Linked DNA regions of Anas platyrhynchos: region 1 is linked to region 2. Evidence: chromatin contacts called from public Hi-C data. All regions are on one chromosome and are shown on one strand. The core of a region is the stretch at or near the end of the contact, and the rest is flanking DNA. Distances in the headings are between cores, read along the strand shown.

Evidence for each region. Hi-C and Micro-C count contacts between places; a contact is called where the count stands out from the background.
Region 1: a Hi-C map of small yellow follicle shows a contact between it and region 2, with 2.3 times the contacts expected there. The contact joins the enhancer-like site here to the promoter of MKX in region 2. A contact is called at or near these places in 2 of 8 Hi-C or Micro-C datasets (F5 follicle and small yellow follicle).

The regions. Positions count from the first base shown.
Region 1 is chr2:142,920,233-142,923,663 of IASCAAS_PekinDuck_T2T, reverse strand. ODAD2 (outer dynein arm docking complex subunit 2) reads left to right here. Exons shown (of 21, transcript XM_072033726.1): 11 at 2,951-3,097; 12 at 3,388-3,431. Among named protein-coding and RNA genes, the nearest start is that of ODAD2, 33 kb to the left of the region's middle. Within about 2 kb of position 2,098, at least 2 of the 8 cell types and tissues checked have an H3K27ac peak or open chromatin away from gene starts, as enhancers often do. A contact at or near this core is called in F5 follicle and small yellow follicle, where this site is marked.
Region 2 is chr2:142,847,332-142,850,529 of IASCAAS_PekinDuck_T2T, reverse strand. MKX (mohawk homeobox) reads left to right here and starts at 1,586. Exons shown (of 7, transcript XM_038175083.2): 1 at 1,586-1,715; 2 at 2,667-2,905. The coding sequence starts at 2,724.

The sequences.
Region 1 (3,431 bases), core at 849-3,348, 73 kb before region 2:
AATCTGTGTTAGGGGTTCAAAAGAATCTATTGTTATCATATGGTTTAACTTTCTGCCTACAACAGGGTGTATTCTTTGATCTTTTTCTTGGTCTTAGTCTAGTTGCTGTGGCTGAAATAGAGCTTATCGTTTAGAAAAACATCCAATCTTGACTGAAAAATTTCCACTGCAGGAAAACTTATCGTCACCCTAAAAACTTCTTCCAAAGGATAACTAACCACACTGTGGAAAACTTGCACTTTACTTGTCATGTAAATTCAAGTACCTTTTACCTCAAATCATCAAACATCAGGATAGGCTGCAGAGCGCACTGTGATCACATTCCTTTTCCTCACAGATGTATTCTTTCACTATGAATAAATCATACCTTACCTTACTTGTTAATAAACTAAATAGTGTTTCTCATGTCTGACTTCATGCAGCAGTTTTCCAGGCTTACAGTAACTTTTCTTTCTCTTCTTTGAATCATCTCCATTTTTTCACTTTCCTTCTAGAACTGTAAAAAAGAAAATTGGACACACAATACTGGTAGTAGCACAAGTGCCTAAAAGGAGGTAATGCCTATATTCCTATTCAGTATATTCACTTATCTACCCAAAATATCATAAAATATCACTTCAATCAAATGATACACTGTAATCTCAAATTCTTATTCAACATCACAAGTCTTTTTACATGCCCTGGTTTCCTGTATAGAACTCCTACACTGGGGTATATCCTGTTTTCATTATTTGTAAGAGTATGACCTTGAATTTGGACGTGAAAGAGACTGGTTTGGGGCAGATGGTAAGTCAGAGTGGCCCAATATCCTGACTGCAACAGGAAGGGAGACAGGATAATCACAATGGAAGTTTTCTGTGGTTAAAGCTCTTCTCATGCACTCTAGATAGCCTAACCTCTGATTTCCATAAATGTGGGAAACTTCACTGCATAACGTGTAGTAGTGTGAAGCTCTGCTTGTATTCTACCAAGGAAGAAGAAACCCAGACCAATAAATGAATGCACAGGGTAGAGTAGGAACAGGGCAAACATGAGTATAACACTCCTCCAACCCCTACCCATTTTTAGCTCAGGGAATTGGAAACTGAGTGAGATATTTATGGTTTTACTGACCTTCAGTGGATTACTTTTCATGAACTCATTGAGTCTCTTCTTAAACTCATAAAAACTTTCAGCTTTCATAGAATCCTTTCACAGCTAGTTCCACTTGGAACCATTTTATTTTATTACTTTTTTTTTCATGAACCTACACCTTTTTTTTTTTTTTAACTTCCCATTATTAAAAGAGTTTATATCTGTATTTAAAGAGACATTTAACATTTAGTTCCTATTTATCCTGCTCAATGCCATTCCTAACATTGCAGGCCTCTTATCATATCCCTTCGCTTATCCTTCTAGACTGAAAAAACCTTGCATTATCTTTGCTGTTTTCTCTGAAATATTTCCGATGCTACAGTAATCTTGAAATTGAGGCTGCAGAAATGAAAAAAAGTTTTTAAGGTGCATGTGTAGCATGGGTTTAAACAGTGTTATAGTGACATTCTCTGTTCACATTTTTTTTTTCCCAAGTCCTAATATTCTGTTTGGTTTTTGATTGTCATCTCACATAATCACAAGATATAACATCTAATTTTGAATGGTTGTTTGAAAACTCATCATTTCATCTGTTGATTTAGGATTGTTTTTTGTTGTTTTGTTTTGTTTTTCTGATGTGCATCAGTTCTCATTTTCTCATTTGCTATTTTATTGCCATCTTAGCCTTAGTAGATTCTTTAGCAGTTTGTCACAACTGGACCTAAATGGCTTGGTTTAAGTAGTAGCATAGTATCATCAGCAAACTTTGTTGTGTAACTAGTCCTTTTGTTTTCCAGAGTGTTTATGAGTATGTCAAATTTCACAACTTCAACACATATCCATGGAACTCCACTAAATCAGTCCTCTTCATTGAACTGACCATTTACTCTTATTCCCAGTTTCCTATCCTTTAGTCATTCTTTTTAATCTATGCAATGACCTTCAGTCGTATAATATAGTGGCCTAGTTTCTATGAAAGCTATCAGGGGTTTGTCTAAAGATTTATGTAGACATATCAACTAGTTAAACTTATCAGCTAGACTGGCATTGCCACAAACTTTGCAAGTTTTGTAAGGCAGGACTTCTTTTAACAGATCTATGCTGACTCTTAAATATATCATACTGTACCAAGAATGTCATATTTAGGCAGATGTCTTTTAATTCTGTTCATTATTACAGTCTACTCTTTTTTCCAGTACAGATATTTGGCTAACAGTCCTTGGATAACTACTGAACTCTTTTAAAAAACATTTGTTGTTTCCTGGTACTTCGGTGATCAGGTAGTTTCAAGTGACCGGATATGTACCATTTGTACTCGATCAACTATTTTACCCTCAGTTTTCTTTATAACTCAATTGAATGCTCTCTAGTAGTGGCATTTTTTTTTATTGTTTACTATGTCAGGATTTCTTTAATAACTTTTTCAACAGTAACTTCAGTTTCAGGCAAATCTTCTGAAATGTCCTCCACGAGGAATGATTCCAGTTTGGAGTCTCTTTGATTTCTTCTATAGTAAACACCAATGCAAAGAATGCAGATAGCTTCTCTGAAATGTCTGTATCTTCACCGTGTGTTCTTTTGATATGTGCTCATACCAAAACTTCTAATACGTGACTATCTAATTTACTTGTCCATTCACAGCAGGCAGTATTAGTCATAAATCATCTGTGCTATTCATTCTCACCTTGATCTATATGTCATTTGCAGACTTTATTAATAATTCCATTTCTTATTATGTCTATGTCATTTGACAATATAGAATAAAAAATAATCTAACAAGTTTCTCCTTTAGTATAAGTTTTACTACTAGTAGTAGAAAAGATTAGGTTTTATATTAAATGCACTTTATATATGTTAAATATTTGCTTTTTTTTAGGGAGGTAATCCAACAGCTACAGTAATTGCATTGTGTTCAATGAGAGATTTCAATCTGGCTCAAGAAACATGCCAGCTGGCCATCAGAGACATTGGGTGTCTTGAAGTGTTAATTAATTTACTTGATACAGAAGAAATTAAATGCCAGGTAAGAAGCTTTGTTGAAAAGAGCTGTGAATATACCTTTTCTATTAGCATATGTTTTCAATTTTAATGGTTATATAGGATGAAGAAAACTGTTTTTTTTTTCTTTTTTTTTTTCTGTATTTTCTCAATTGCAAGGACTTATTAGATGAAAATCAGTTTCAATGATTTTCAATTGCTTTCTTCTGATTTGATTTAAAAGTTAAAATGTTCTGTGTAACCCTTCATTTTATAGATTTTTCTGCTTATGTACTCTTAAATAATGTTTAATGTCTGTTATCTTCCATTATTTAGATTGGTTCATTAAAAATCCTGAAGGAAATTAGTCAAAATACATT
Region 2 (3,198 bases), core at 337-2,836:
CTCAGGCTGGGCACAGGGGCTGGCTTTACCAGAGGAGCACGGAGCTCCTCGCACCCCAACCCTGGCAGGTGCCCCAGAGCCCCCTGGCCCCTAAACCTGGCCCCACTTTGGGGTATGGGGGACCCCTGGTGCTCCCATCAGTCCTCGGGGAGCCGGCTGTGGGCTGCAGCATGCGGCCAGCAGCCATTGACTTACTTTTCCGTGCGTGGTGGGGTAAGTAACCTTAATTAAAACCATGAAGCCCGCAGTTTGTATCACATTCGCGATGTTAAACAAGCTCTGGAAATAGAAACCCTGTTTTCATTTAAGCTTTTCAACTGTGATCTAAGTAATAAAATATGGAGGGGGCGGGCGCGTGTGAGATTTACATGTGATGATTTGGGAGATCTCGCTGCTTTAGAGGCTTGTAAGGCGCCGCGGTGCCAACTGCTCCTGCTGCTGCCTCGCCGCGCTTGGCAGCGCCTGCCCCGCGCAGGCTTTTGGTTTTTTCCAGAGCCGCTTTCCAAATGCTGATTCCTGCCCTCGGCTCTTGCTGCTGCTGCGATTTATTCTGGGTGCGGGTGGGGACGTGCCAGGCCCTCAGCAACCTGCTGCCCTGGCTGCCTGCTCCTCGAGGACAGCCAGGTGCCCTGCACCTCCGCTCAGCGTGGGAGCTCCAGCAGGGCACACACCGGAGGGAATTTCTTTAACTGAACAGTTCCCACGTAGGAGACCCCTTTGCTGCCTTGGCACTGGGGAGAATTAGAGTAAAGGGGTGCTGCTGTCCGTGCTGCCCCCAGCCCGATGGGGCTTGCTGCAGGCAGACCCAGCTCACCCGCTGTATGCGTGGGGAGGCGGCTGTGGGTTTTTTTCCTGCAGGACAGGTGTCTACACCCAAAGGTGTCCAGAGGGAAGTGGAAAGGAGCATCTTGCCGCCGAGGTTCTCCCCTCCTTCTTCTTCCCAAGTCACCACACAGGCAGTGGGCATCCCTCCTGCCACGGCAGGCAGGCAGGAGGAGGGACGAAAGGGAAGATAACGGGCCAAGGACTGGCGTGGGGCTGCAGGTGGCTGAGATCACCTTCCCATTTCGCTGGCCGGAGCTCTCGGGAGCTCGGTGTCGATGAAGCCTCTCAGTTTCTCAGTCCTCTCACTGTAATGTAATTATAACAAACCTTCCCAGGTCAGAAACGGTTCAGCCAGGCACAGTAATAACCAGAACGGTGTGGTTTGCAGCAAGCAGCTAGGCACTTCAGCACAGACCAGGAGGCACTCACGTCCCTGTGTCCCTGTTTGTCCCCCAAAGGCTGTTCCCAAGCACTCCGACCAGGGCACCCACTGCAGGGGGGGCTTTGCCCTAAAGCCCCGTGTGCTCCTGTGGTCCCTGCCACCCTGTTCTCATCCCTTCTCCTGGCTGGGGGCCCGGCAGCCGGGTGATTTTTCGACGGGGCGTCCCCAGCACGTCGCCTCTCCCAGCTTCCCTCTCGGTGAAAGGCTGTGGGGTCGGGGCCGGCGACCCCCGTGCCGGGCTGCCCCTTTCCTCGGAGGATCCCTTCCAAGACACGCGGGGCTGCGTGACGTCATGGCCGTGACGTCATGCGGCCGTGACGTCACGCTCCCTCCCGAAAGCCGGTGCCCGGCATCGGCAGCCTCTGAATGGCATCCTCGGGAGCGTTGCCCGGGGACAGCTTTTTCGGGTTTCTGCGCACGGGAACCGACACGTTAAAGCCGGCGGGGGGTACGGGGGATGTGGGGGGCGTGGGGAGGAGCGGGGGGGCCGTAGCACACCCGTGGGAGCGGGCCGGGGGCGCACGCAGGGCCAGCATCGCCTCCCGGCGGGGGCGCGCCGAGGATGCTACAGGGAGCGGGGCGCCGCCCGGCTCGGGCTGTAAGCCTTGTAAGGCGGGGGGGGGACAAAAGGAGGGGGGAAAGAGGAGCTGGGGGGGATGTTTCCTGGTGCGGTCTCATTAAATACCGGCGTTAATGAGCGGCGCGGGGCTGCGCCCTCCGCCGCGTCCGCTGTGCCCCGACGGGGTCCCCGCTGTGGGTAGCGGGACCCCCCCGTGTCCTCCGCCGCCCCCCCGGGCTCCCAGCGCCCCGCATCGCACTGCCCCCCGACGGTGGGGTCCGTGCCCTTCCCGGGGCTTTCGGGGTGCCCTGGCCGGCGGTGTCCCCCCCCCCAAAAAAAACCTCCCCCCTCGGGAGGGGAGCGGCGGTCCCGGCGATGTGAGTGGCTCTGCGCGGCGGCTGCGCCTCCGGGCGCCGGCTCTGCGCATTTGGTGGTCGTTAAAAACAATTTGTTTCCCTCCCCGTTTGGGGAGGGGGGAAGGAGAAAATCATTCCGGGGGAGGGGAGGGGAAGGGAAAGGGAAAAAAAAAAAAAAAAAAAAAAAAAAGGAGGGAGAGAGAGAGAGAGAGAGAGGGAGGAAAGCACCAAACCCAACAGAGAAGCCGCGCTCCCAACTATTGCGACACGGAGCGAGGAGCGCGGCGGAGGCTGGCGGCGAGGTGCGAGGGGGAGCGGGCCGGGGGTTTTGGGGGTTTCGGGGGGGGCTTGGGGGCGGGCAGGGTTTGCGGGCAGCCCCCCGGGGGTGGGCAGGCGGCTGCCGGTGCCTCGGCGCTGCCCCCCCGGCGGGCTGCTGTCGGCGCTCGGTCGCTGCTGCCCGGTGACCGCCGCCGCCTGCCCGCAGCGCACAGCGAGCCCCCGCACCTCGGAGCCGGCGGCGGCCCCCAGCCCCCCCCCCACCATGAACACCATCGTCTTCAGCAAGCTGAGCGGCCAGGTGCTCTTCGAGGAGGACGCCAAGGAGCGGGAGAGGGGCGGCCGGCCCTACGTGGGGGTGGTGGAGGGCCCGCACCACGCCGAGGTGCTGCTCCCCGACAGCCCGTCCATCAAGGAGAGCCTCAGCCTGCGCAACCGGCGGACGGGGTACGTGCGTGTGTGTGTGCTGTGTGTGCTGTGTGTGCTGTGTGTGTTGTGTGTGCTGTGTGTGCCAGTGCCCGGCGCTCGGCTCCGCTGTAGGACCGCCAGGTGGTCCCTAGGAGGGCTCCCCGCGCCCCAAAGCCGTCCTCCCCGCGACTCGCATCCCGCTGATGCCGGGACCGGGCGGTGCAGACGCGTCCCGACTGGGGGCATCTCGCCGCACAGAGCTCCTGTCTGCGTGTATTTAGCCTCCCTCCTTCCCTCTGGCTCGGGCAAAACCAGAAGGGGGGCACCGCGTT